Linked DNA regions of Rattus norvegicus: region 2 is linked to region 1. A link is a contact called in public Hi-C data. All regions are on one chromosome and are shown on one strand. The core of a region is the stretch at or near the end of the contact, and the rest is flanking DNA. Distances in the headings are between cores, read along the strand shown.

Region 1 (6,372 bases), core at 3,651-6,150:
AGTTCAAAGTTATCTGTATAGTGACTCTGGGACCAACCTGGGCTACTCAAGACCCTGTCTCAAACAGATAAGCAAAGGCTTACATTTACAAGAGGGTCTCACCTGCATTCACAGGAGTTTAATCTTGGCTTTGCTTTCAGATGTCAACCCTAAGGTACCATTTCCCGGGGGGGGGGGGGCACTTCTCAGGAAGCCAATCCCAGGGAGTGTAGCCAGAGGCTCACGTGTGTCCTCCACTGTGCTATATAGATACTTGCCATTGTGGGTTTGGTTTAATCCTTGTGTTATGTTAATTGGGCTCCCAAAATTGCACAAGAATCTGCACATAGGATGCTAAGGGTCCCTGCCTCCAGTCAGGGTTTTTTTTTTTTTTTTTTTGGTTCTTTTTTTTTTTTTTTTTTGGAGCTGGGGACCGAACCCAGGGCCTTGCGCTTCCTAGGCAAGCGCTCTACCACTGAGCTAAATCCCCAACCCCCTCCAGTCAGGTTTAATTGATAAATAAAGTTGCTAGTGGCCAATGGGTGGCAGGGAGACAGAGGCAGGACTTCAGGATATGCGGGTCGTGGGACAGAGAGAAGGAAGAAGGAGGGTTGAGAACCAGCACGTTAGGAGAGGACAAAGACCAGGCCTGAGGGGTGCAGAAGAGAGATAGCATAGCAGTCATGTAAGAGCCGGGAAGAGTGGCTGCAGCACCCCCCCCACATGCACACACACATGAACACATGCACACACATGCACATACATGCACACGTGCATGCACGCACACACACATGCACATACACGTACATACACACACATGCACACGCACACATGCACACATGCACACACACATGTGCACACACACACGCACACACACTGTTTAGGTCAACAGTGATGGAATATAGATTTTAGCAAGTAATAACTCGGGAGTATCAGAAGGGAGGTGTTAGCCATATGGATGTTTGGGAGTGACCCAGCCATTAAGCTGATTAAGGCATATTAAACACAATGCTGTGTGTGTGTGTCTTTCATTTGGGACTCCAGAAGGTTGGGGCAGGTAGCCAGGAACTCATGCTGCCTTGGCTGCCTGGACGATTTGAGTGGAATTAATCACCTACCACAACAACTTGCAATTCACAGTTGCATAAGGCAGGCCCAAGAGTCTCTCCGTAAATGGAAAGGGAACACCTTGGCTTACGCAGATGTCTCCAAAGTTCGCTGGTTCTAGACTCATTCTCCATCCACCTGCTCCCCTGAGAACTGGGGCTGAGACCTGTACAGTGTCTTTGGGACCAGCCCTGGAGCTCATGAGGAACCTGCTTTTCTCATACTGGGTTCACGAGAGTGGCGGTAAAAATAATCTGCAGAGACTATGCTCAACCCTGACTTTGACACGTGCTCCTTGCAGCTCAGGGGTGCTGACACAGCTTACTTGCACACGTGTTTTAGTGACTACTTGTCACAGTCCGAGCAGGCCACTAGCACATAGTAGGTGTTCAGCCACATGCTTGTTAAAGTGTAAGGCCAGGTGCTCCAGAAGTGATTTCTCAAAAGAAAATAAGTGTGTGGTTGAGCACAGCTCTGCGGTAGAAAACGAGGCTCAATCTTGCTCTCTTGGTATTCAGGAACAGTTCCTCTTGGTCTTCTGTGTTTGGGTTTGCTCTAAGAAGCCCTGGAGCGTCCGGGCCCGCCCCTTCCTTGGTAGCAATACTGCTTTCGGTCCAGAAGATGGCGAGCAAAGCCAACAGGAAGGCACGCAGTTCATTAGCTCAGCGCCAGGCCTGAGTGAGCGGTTAGCTCATCTCTTAAGAGACAGGGGTTGGAAAACTGTTTGCCAACGCTTTTAAATATGCGCGGAGGATAAGGGCTGGCCTCGGAGGCAGGGCTTCGGGCTGACCTCTGTGAAAAGGAGCAGTTTAGAAAGGGCAGCCGAAGTGGAAAGATCACAGCAGGTGTGACTGGGTCGTTCTTCAAGAGCCGCTTTCACATCTTCAGCAGCTTTTCTCTAAAGCCAAAACAGCCGGGGAGCATCGGCAGGCCAGGGCACCATCCTTGTCTGAGATGCTCTCTGGCTTTGGAAAGCAGTCCGAGTTTGTGGTCCTTGGTGACTCTCCAGTGTACTGGAGGCTTCCAGGGGCTTCCCGGTCATGTTTGCACGGGTCTTTATACTGAACGGAGGTTGGGAAAGCTTTACACAATGATTTGAGCTGACTAGAAAGAGGTAACAGATCGATGGGGGAGGTTCCAGCCAGGTGGGAATTTGCCAAATAGCTTTTAAAAGAGGTTGAGGAGGCCATCCAATGCTGTGTCTTCAAAGTCAGCGTGATGCAAAGTAAGGTCAGACAGGGCAAGGGTGTGACCCTGGGAAGGGGTGAAGTGCCTCCCCAATTTTTACACAGATTTCTAAGGCTACAGCCACCCTCCACCCCACCCCCATTTTCTTGTGACCTAAATCCTCCCCTGAAGCAGAGCTGGGCTCTAGGCCAGGGTGTCAGTCATGGACAAAGGCGTCCTGTTTCGAAGATCTGGCCACTGTGTTTGCCTGAAGAGTCCAACAAATGCTGTAGGCCTCCCCCAGCCGATAACATAGAAATACAGAGTTCCTCCCAGGACACCAGCAACACTGCCCCCTCAGGTTTCCACGGCATGGTGTCAGGGCTGTATCCATGAGGCCACTTGGTTCTGATTGTATGGTAGCTGCTAGGCTGGCTTCTTCCTCCAGATGACCCCATTCTGGCTTTGTTTGTTTTTCCTAGCTGACTGGAAAGCCTTTTTCTCAGGTTTTTGGATCAAGAGTGAATGACACCCCAATGTAGCCTGTTTTCTCTCTCTCTCCCTCTCCCTCTCCTTCTCCCTCTCCCTCTCCCCTCCCCTCCCTGTCCCTCTCTGCCTATTTTATCCTCCTGCTTCCCAGAACCCTGGTACTTCTGCCTCTCATTGAAGGCACAATGCCGGAGGATGCTGCTGGCCTGAGGACTCATTGCTGTACAGGAGGGAGATAGAACTTTTTAGCTCAGTAGGAAGTTTCTACTCCAGAGGAATGGGGATGCTGACATCTACCTGTCATCTGGTCACTGGGGGTGCAGAGACAGCAGAGACGACAAATGAGTATACATTAAGGGGGCCAGGTCTCTTAGTGGGAAGGAGAGGATGGGGTGGAGGGTGTGTCAGGTGGGAAATGGGGGGACAGAGGCACAATGCCAGGGAGAGGTCTGTGAGACATCTCTAGGTGTCGGGAGGCACAGCTTTCCAGCTTATACAAGAGCTGTGTGTGTGTGTGTGTGTGTGTGTGTGTGTTGTGTGTATGTGTGTGTATGTGTGGTGTGTGTGTATGGTGTGTGTGGTGTGTGTGTGTATGGTGTGTGTGTGTGGTGTGTGTGTGTGGTGTGTGTAGTGTGTGTGTGTGGTGTGTGTGTGTGGTGTGTGTGTGTGTGGTGTGTGTGGTGTATGTCTATGTATATGGTGTGTGTGGTGTGTGTGTGTATGGTGTGTGTGTATGTATGTGTATGGTGTGTGTGTGTGGTATGTGTGTGTATGGTGTGTGTGTGTGGTGTGTGGTGTGTGTGTATGGTGGGTGTATGTGTATGTGTATGGTGTGTGTGTGGTGTGTGTATGGTGGGTGTATGTGTATGTGTATGGTGTGTGTGTGGTGTGTGTGGTGTGTGTATGTGGTGTGTGTGTATGGTGTGTGTGTGGTGTATGTGTATGGTGTGTGTGTGGTGTGTGTGTATGTGTGTGTGTATGGTGTGTGTGTATGGTGTGTGTGTATGGTGTGTGTGTATGGTGTGTGTGTGTGTGGTGTGTGGTGTGTGTGTATGGTGGGTGTATGTGTATGTGTATGGTGTGTGTGTGGTGTGTGTATGGTGGGTGTATGTGTATGTGTATGGTGTGTGTGTGGTGTGTGTGGTGTGTGTGTGTGGTGTGTGTGTATGGTGTGTGTGTGGTGTACGTGTATGGTGTGTGTGTGGTGTGTGTGTATGTGTGTGTGTATGGTGTGTGTGTGTGGTGTGTGTGTGTGGTGTGTGTGTGTGGTGTATGTCTATGTATATGGTGTGTGTGTGTGTGGTGTGTGTGTGTGGTGTGTGTGGTGTATGTCTATGTATATGGTGTGTGTGTATGTGTGTGTGTATGGTGTGTGGTGTGTGTGTGTGTGGTGTATGTGTATGTGTATGGTGTGTGTGTGGTGTGTGTGTGTGTGGTGTGTGTGTGTGTGGTGTGTGTGTGTGTGTGGTGTGTGTGGTGTATGTCTATGTATATGGTGTGTGTGTGGTGTGTGTATGTGTGTGGTGTGTGGTGTGTGTGTGTGTGGTGTGTGTGTATGTGTGGGTGTGTGGTGTGTGGTGTGTGTGTGTGTGTGTGTGTGTGTGTGTGTGTGTGTGTATAGGGTGCCATGAAGAGCAGCATCTGTGGTAACAGAGCTATGGTCATTGCCCTTGGGGAAGGAACTACTTGGCTGTGTGGAAATAAGTATTTGGAGAATTAATGTGGCTTAAATTAGAGTGGAATGGGAAAATCCAGGGGGAAGGGAACCATTTAGGAGTTGTCAGTTCTGGGCAACAGTGGATGACAGGGAGATTAAGAAGGTACCTGGGGACAGATGTCAACCACAGCCTGCAGGAAAAATTGACACAGGCCCCTGGGAGATGAGAAGGACCTTGGTATCTAGGAAGTCACAGAGGGAGTCCTGTGGAAATCCTGGTGTGGCCAGAAGGCTCAGCCCCTAATGTGCCCACAAAGGGATCTTATTCATGTGGTCACTTGTGTAAGGAGCAAAGCAGAGCCTATAGCCAGACAGGACCTTTCCGTGGCTTCCTCTCCCACTCTGGGCTCTTGTTCCTTCAGGGGCCACTCAGCACCCTGACTGCATGCACACTTGGCTAAGCCTCTGCTGCCAACCAGTTTAAAAAGTAGTCGCCTCTTGGCCAGGGCTCTCTGCTTAGCTCTGGCCACAGCCTGGGACAGAGCTCTCTTGACTGCACTTGGAGGAAGGCAGGTGTTCTGTCGCTCAATGGCAGGACTCAGCTGTTCTGAAGGTGGGAGAGGAATGAGCCTGTTTGGAAGGCTCTGTTTAGGAAGTGAGACTGGGAGTTCTGTCAGAGAAGGGGAGGCGGGGGAGAGAACTTTCTGGAAGTTAAGACAGGCAGTGCGAGCCACCTCTTTCTTCCAGTCCAGGCTCTTTGAGTCAGCTGCTTATATGATTGATGGTGACATTTATTTACTGCAGTTTTCCAGGGGTCACAGATCCCTAACAGATGCCCGGTGCCTTGCAGGGGAACACTGGTAGCATTGTGAAGAAAACATTTTCATTCTGAGTGAGTCACAGAGGCAGGGGGACAATGAGTCCTGAGAACTGGCAGGAGATAGGTGTGGAGGAGTTGGGGTGGGTGAAGTTACCCCAGCCTGATGCTCCCTAGGGCCCCCTCTCTGCACCTCTGGTTTCTCAGTTGTGTGGTGAGGTTTCCTCACTGGAGCCTCTTCACGCTCCTTTAGTGCGTTGACCTTCCATGATTTATGCTATGACCACAGCCTGGGGTGGAGTTCACGCATCCTCAGTGGGGGGACAATGAAGACAGTCCTCTCAGGACATGCCAGTCTCAGAGCTGAGGAGTTTGGATCGGTCTGAGTAGGCTTCTGGACCTCTAGGCCAGGGCATAGCTTCATGTTCTTTTCTGGGTCTTATCAAGTTAGAAAAAGGCTTTGAAGAGAGGTATCCAAGGCAAATTTTCAACTATTATAAAAAGCAATGGAATCCTTCTATTGAAGGACATTTTGTGTGGAAATGACAGAAGGCAGATAAAACCCATCTGTTTGGGTTTAGAGTATGCTCAGCAGACTTGATGCCGGCCCAACTCCCAGCCTCCCCCACAGAATCCTAGTCTCTGAGCAGGGCAGTCCACACCTCAGGGCCAGTTGAACTAAAGGCAGGTGTAGAAACAAGGGAAGTTCCAGATCTCATGTTCCTATGGGAAGTCCTCTACAAGAATGAGCCGAGGAAGTCCTCCTTGTCTGCTGCAACACTCTCATTGCAGACAGCAAACGTGTTCAAACGTCACAGCATGGCCGCCATGGAAGGGCCCTCTCGACACCATCAGACATTTCTTTCAGCAGTTAATGTTAGCCAAAGCTTACATTTATTCCAGGGAACTGAACTGTTTCTTAAGTCTTTGCTTTAAAACATCAAGGCCACACTTTCTTCTCTGCTGAGAGGGGCTTTTCCATGATGAGTTGCATAGCACAGACTGGCCCTTCCCATCAAGGTTCTTCTGCAGGTCTCTCTGCTCCTAGGATGCTGGACTGAAGGTGCAATCTGAAGGTGGGGTGGATGGGAAGCCCTCTGTGCGCTGGCACGTTCAGGAGCACACGCAGTTCTGGGTGTGGATGTTTCTAGAACAG
Region 2 (6,064 bases), core at 958-3,457, 750 kb after region 1:
TGAGACTTGAAAAGGCTTTAGTCAGTGGGGTGTGTGTGTGTGTGTGTGTGTGTGTGTGTGTGTGTGTGTGTGTGTGTGTGCAAGCGAGGGGAGGAGACTTAGGAGAGGTGAGGAACAGGGTATGGGTAGCATGAAATAGGAAAGCTGGGAAGGTGTAACCAGAAGGAGAAAGGGAATTAGAAAGGCGACAGAGATGGACGCAAACTATAATGAACCCATGTATATGAAGGTGCCATGACAAGCCTATTACTGCACGTTTTAACCTTTTAAATCCTTTTGTTAACATTTATTTAGTACATGTTGGAGTCAGAGGACAGCTCTCAGTAGCCAGTTCTTTTCTCATGTGGGTCTCAAGGATCTAACTATTAATCAGGATCAGGAGCAAGCGTCTACCTACTGAGCCATCTTGCTCATCCTGCAAAGTTCATTTAAAGGGGGGGGGTAATCCAATGAGCCACTAGTTTTCTGATACAAGTTAGAACATTAAAGAGGAGTAGCCCTAAGGGTTATCCCCGGTAGAATGATCCAGAAAGATAACGCAGCTGTCGAGAATACCTAATGTTTTTGTGGAGAGCTGGCAGCACCTATGTCTCAATGAATGGGCCTCAAAGACCTCTAGACCCTGAGGTGTCTTTCTCTGCCATGCCTGTCTATGTCAGCAATGTCCTCAGGAACTGCCTGGACTCTGGGCCTCTGTGAACATCTCACCGTCCTGTGGGTGAGAACTGATGCTTTTCACTTTCTGCTGCATCCTGGCCTGCGTGTGCTGAAGTTAAAGGAAGTGAGCTGTGCATCTGAATTCCTCTCTCCGCCTCTGGAAGGTGGACATAGTGTGAGCAGCTGCATTATAGGCCTGCAGCCTTGACGGACTGAATCCCTGTTCATGAGACAGCCCCTTTCCTCCGGGACCTGCATTTTCCAGTCATTCTGTCCCAGCAAAGTGACTGAGATAGAATTGACTTCCCACCCATCAGAGGTCAGGTGAGAAAAATGTGATTCAACACTGCTACTTAGGTTCCTAAGGAGGGGTCAGAGTTAAATAAAGCATCTGCATGGGACCCCTATTGAAAGGTGGCGTTAAAGTTTTTTCTTTCTTGAGTGCAGATGTGTGTCCATGCATGTAGGTGCATGCACACGAGGAGGGCAAGGGTTAAGGTTAACATCTGGTACTTTTTTCTTCTACTCCCCATTTTATTTAATTGTCTCAGTAACCCTGGAGCTCACAGCCACGCCAGGCTTTCTGTGGGTGTGAGCAGTCTGAATCCAAGTCCTCATCTGACCCACTACCACTGGGCCCCTACCTCAGTGCCATTGTCTTTAGAAGAGACCAAAGGACACATCCACACATGCATGCACGCATGCACATGAGTGTACAGGTTTTGCTCTGCTTTTTCTCGGGTGAAGTCCAGTGTCACTTCAATTTCTTTTTAAGATTTATTTATTTTATGTATGTGAGTACACTGTCACTGTCTCCAGACATACCAGAGGAAGGCATCGGATCTCATTACAGATGGTTGTGTGTTTGCTGGGAATTGAACTCAGGACCTCTGGAAGAGCAGTCAGTGCTCTTAACCACGGAGCCATCTCTCCAGCCCTCACCTCAAATCTTGACTCAGCCAACAGGAAGCCAATCCTCCTGACGCTGGAGCAGAACCCAGATCTAATAAGTCTCTGTGCTTGATGCCTCCCCAGCCTGAGGTGGTCTGAGGTGCTCTCCCACGGCCAGCAAGCTCCCTAACTGGGGGCTGTGTGCCTCATTCCTTGGTATATCTCTGTTATCTTCAGTACACAGTAGGCTCCCATAAACACTGGGTATACAAAAGGATGGAAAGAACGTGTCCTTAGCGTGTGCTTAGCTGATGTGTCCCACAGGGACTCTTCAGCACTGTCACCTGGGTAACACAATGACAGGCGTAGCCCAGTGTGCAGGACGGATTCAGTTTGGATGCTCAGGGACTTTGCTGTGGAATCCTGAGTAAAACTAGGAAGTCTCTTCATGGGCTTCAGTCCAGTCGCATGCACACTGTACAGAAGGACAAGGCTGTGGAATTATGGGTAGAAACAGTACATGGCACAAGTAATTCTCAAGAAATGCCCTCCCTAGGGAACATTTTGTTCTAATCCCTTTGTCACCAGTAGACAGCAACTTCTTCCCCTGGGATGACTCATGGAACACAAAGGGGTTTTCTTGGGGCCCAGCATCGCACTAAGAACAGCCACAAGCTGAGGTCTGGGTAATCACACACCCTGCTTGTCCCCGCTAAAACACTCAGGGCTGTGAGGGGGAAATTCAAGGAACCCGTACGACAGTGAAAATTAAAACAAGAGAACTAACATGGTTTGCCGGCTGTCCTGTGCAGCTGAGGCTAAACACCCATACACACGGAGCCACAGAGAAAGAGATGTGATTATAATAGTATATCACATTGATCGCTTTTAAAACACTGGACAGGCGTTGTTTTCACGGAATAAACGCCACAACTCCGCCTGGTAATAAGATCTTATTGATTTTTATATAGCTCTGTATCTAATTTACCAGTATTTCGTTGGACTTTTTTGCATCGATATTTTTCCCATCGATGCTTTTGAATGATCTGGATGTAGTGTTGTTTGTGTCGTTAGTGCTTTGCCTCTTCTTCAAATGTAAGCATTTAGGGTTGAAAAGTCCCCTGGCGGCTGCTTTAGTTCTGTAATTTTCATGTGGTCCTAAAATATCCCTTGACATATCTTCTCTGATCCAAGGATTATTTACAAATGGGGGGAGAGAGAGAGAGAGAGAGAGAGAGAGAGAGAGAGAGAGAGAGAGAGAGAGAGAGAGAGAGGGAGAGAGATCCAAGTTTGGAGGGAGAAAGTCCCAGATATCTTTCTGTTATTGAGCAGCGTGGTCATATATTTTATTACGTATTTTAAATATAAATCGAGGCTTACTTTATAATCCAGGATAGTAGAGTTTGATTTGGTAGTGGTTCTAAGGGCACTTGAAAACACTGTAGACTGAGCTGGTGGGATGGCTCAGTGGTAAGGGTGCTTGCTGTCAGACTGATGGTCAGAATTGGATCCTGGGGACCAACTTCGTGGAAGGGGAGGACTGACCCCCACAGTTGTAAATTATCTCAGGTATTCTGTCCAAGTGACTGGAAGCTTGTGGATATGATGCAGGAACCCTCTCTGTGGGCTTTTGGGCCTCCATCAGAAAAAGATCACATTTGGAAGATGGACATGCTCTGATGAATCTGCCCAGACAACTCACGTAGCTGGGAGACCTGCGAGAGATAGGACAGGAGTGTGGGAACAAAGAATTAATGCCTGAGCTAGAGCCCATATTAAACAGAGAAGACAAGTCTCACTTGAGTCCAGTAAAGGCCTCCTAAAATGGTGGTTCTCAATCTGCGGGGCGGATCCCTCGGGGTCAAATGATCTTTTCACAGGCTCGTGTATCAATATCCTGCATAATCAATATTTGCATTACAATGAATAACAACAGAAAAATTACATTTATGAAGTAGCAACAACATAATTTTGTGGCCGGGAGTCAACACAACCTAAGGAACTGCATTAAAGGATCACAGCATTAGGGGGATGAGAACCACTGTCCCACAACAAGGCTAATGGTATACATTAAACAAAGGCTCAGCAGAGCCAACAGCCAGGGAGCAATGGAAGTAGAGGCCACATCATCTATTTGACTCAATGGACCTGTTTCCTACGTTAGGGATTGCTACCATCTATTGGAATCCAGAAACGTCTCCAGAACAGGATCAAAGAATGGATGAGAAATATCGGTTTGCGCTTTGGCTGTTCTTTGCCAATGGATGGTAGATGCACATCGGAACCCCTGGGTCTCGTGACGAACCGGGACAGTTTAGGTAGTAATGCTCCTCTGAAGGGTCAGAGCCACAGCCTTCATGGCGCTCATTACAGCTCTCATTGGTCCCCTCTGGGACTACTGGTCACCAAAGAAAGAGAATCAACCTTTCTAAAGTGTGGGGCTTATTGCTGCCCAGGTTTGGTGACCAGCACAGGTATGAGCAAAGGTTACCTTGGCAAAGGGTCTTGCTTTTGACTCTGTCTAAGCCCCAGCTCATCCCCTCTGGAAAACGCATAATCCTCCTGTTTATACTGGGCCAGGAAGTCTCAGGTATAGAATATCTGGGAAGAAAGCCAGAGTTCCCCTTCCCTCCAGCCCTTCCAAAAAAGCATGTCAGTGAGCAGCAGATAAGCTTTTAAGTAAAAAAGTTATGCGGACAGAATATCACAAAAACATAGTGTTTAAATCCCCAAGTTTCCTGAGAATCGTTACCCATTTCTCTTACATCCCACGGTTTGGGGGAATTATGCTTCCTTCTAGCCATCTCCTATATTCTTCAGGTAGTAATTGTCCTTTGCCTAGAAGGGAAACTGTCCAACTAACCAATTTCAGATCAAGCAAATAGTAACTTGCTCCTTGCGTTAATGAATAAGGTTGAGAAGAGGAAACGAAGAGACTCGGTTTGGGAAAGGTTTTGAGGATGCCTGTGAAGGCTGGCTTCCTCTTCAGCACTTTGAAGTTAATCAAAGGCTCCTCTGGTCGCCTCCCACCCACATGTGCTCACCTACGGCTCGATTTCATTATGCTATTTCTCTTAGAGCAGGGATAGGAGCCAAGTTCCAAGTCCCTGCCTGATCAGTCACCAGCTGTGTGAACTGGAGTGAACCACTTAAGGTCTCTGAGTGCCAGCATTTTTTGTCCAACAAAAGAGTGAGCCCCCACTGCCACCTACTCACACCGCAGCTCTCAGCCAAGGAGGCTGCTGAAGGCATTGAAAACTTTAGAGACCAGTGCAGAGGTAAATAGCAGCTTTGTGAAAAATGTCATCCCTCCAAGATGACAGCTGTCATCCCATTGTTCAGAACTCAATACTGGGCAGAGAGCCGAAACGTCTGTAATTTGCAGTTTAATATAGAGGGAACATTTAGTTACATTTCAAGAGAAAGCTCATCTGTGATCCACTCCAAAATGCAGGTTAAGTGTCATAAAACTTCATTCCAACCAGGTGACAAAAAAAAAAAAAAAAATCCCCTCATATGTCCTGAGGGCACTAGCCTTTCATTCTCCACATGGGCTTCCCAGCAGCAACACTGCCAAGCGCTATGAAGTTTCCTTCAAGACTCATCTGTGAACTCTCCCTAAGAATGTCCTTTTCATGTGGGTCAGTTATGACTGTTAGACAATGACTCTGAAATGAGGCCCCCAACATTCTTCTCCTAGCACTTTGCCTGCCATTGTCACACAGCAGGCCTGCCCTTCATACAAGTCTCATGTACACACACTGGGATCCTCATCCCATACAAGACACCTCAAGTGCACACTCCACCATCCTAATTACCTTTCTGTTGCTGTGGTAAGACATCATGCTCCTGCAACAGTAGCTGAGAGCTCGGACCTTTTCCCACAAGCACCAGGCAGAGAGAGCCAACTGGGAACGGTTAACGCTTTTGAAACCTCAAAGCTGAGTCCCCAGAGATACACTTCCTCCAACAAGACTACACCTCCTAATCCTTCCCAAACAGTTCTGCCACCTGGGTACAAAGCATTCAAACATGGCCTGTGGGGACCATTCTCAATCAAACCAGCACACGCAAACAATAGGACTTCCAATTCCAGTGCCCACCTGATGGTCTTTGGGATACACTGAGTTTTGTCAAGGTCCCTTTAAGTGTTTGTGTGTTAGTCTTCTGTTGCTGTGAATAGATTCACCCCAAGCCCTCATGATTTACAAAGCTGTCAGCATATATCATATGGTTCCCAGACTCAGAAATCCGGGAATGGCTTAGCTCGGTGGCAGCTCTGCTCTGCCTCAATGGTGAGGCCCCAAATGTCATCATCGGATAGAACCTAACCCCAATTCATCACTTCCACCAAAATATTGCCAACACCAACGAACCCAAACCTTCCAGATTCAACTTGACTTGTCAGATTGGAGTCAAAGATAATTGGCTGGAAATTACTTAAGAACCAATGTATAGATGGGTGTGGTAGCCCATATTCATAACCCCAATGCCCAGGAATCTGATGGGAGAGTTA

Evidence for each region. Hi-C and Micro-C count contacts between places; a contact is called where the count stands out from the background.
Region 2: a Hi-C map of Schwann cells shows a contact between it and region 1, with 6 times the contacts expected there. The contact joins two enhancer-like sites. A contact is called at or near these places in 4 of 12 Hi-C or Micro-C datasets (the A7r5 cell line, Schwann cells, kidney and 1 more) and 1 of 1 datasets of contacts at active chromatin or transcription factors (oligodendrocytes).

The regions. Positions count from the first base shown.
Region 1 is chr6:13,465,966-13,472,337 of GRCr8, forward strand. No RefSeq gene overlaps it. Among named protein-coding and RNA genes, the nearest start is that of Tmem247, 15 kb to the left of the region's middle. Within about 2 kb of position 4,901, at least 11 of the 93 cell types and tissues checked have an H3K27ac peak or open chromatin away from gene starts, as enhancers often do. A contact at or near this core is called in Schwann cells, where this site is marked.
Region 2 is chr6:14,215,089-14,221,152 of GRCr8, forward strand. LOC120093190 (a long non-coding RNA gene) reads left to right here. Exons shown (of 3, transcript XR_010052158.1): 3 at 1-1,070. LOC102551445 (a long non-coding RNA gene) reads right to left here. Exons shown (of 4, transcript XR_005505649.2): 3 at 3,348-3,445; 4 at 2,870-3,263. Among named protein-coding and RNA genes, the nearest start is that of Srbd1, 10 kb to the right of the region's middle. Within about 2 kb of position 2,208, at least 2 of the 93 cell types and tissues checked have an H3K27ac peak or open chromatin away from gene starts, as enhancers often do. A contact at or near this core is called in Schwann cells, where this site is marked.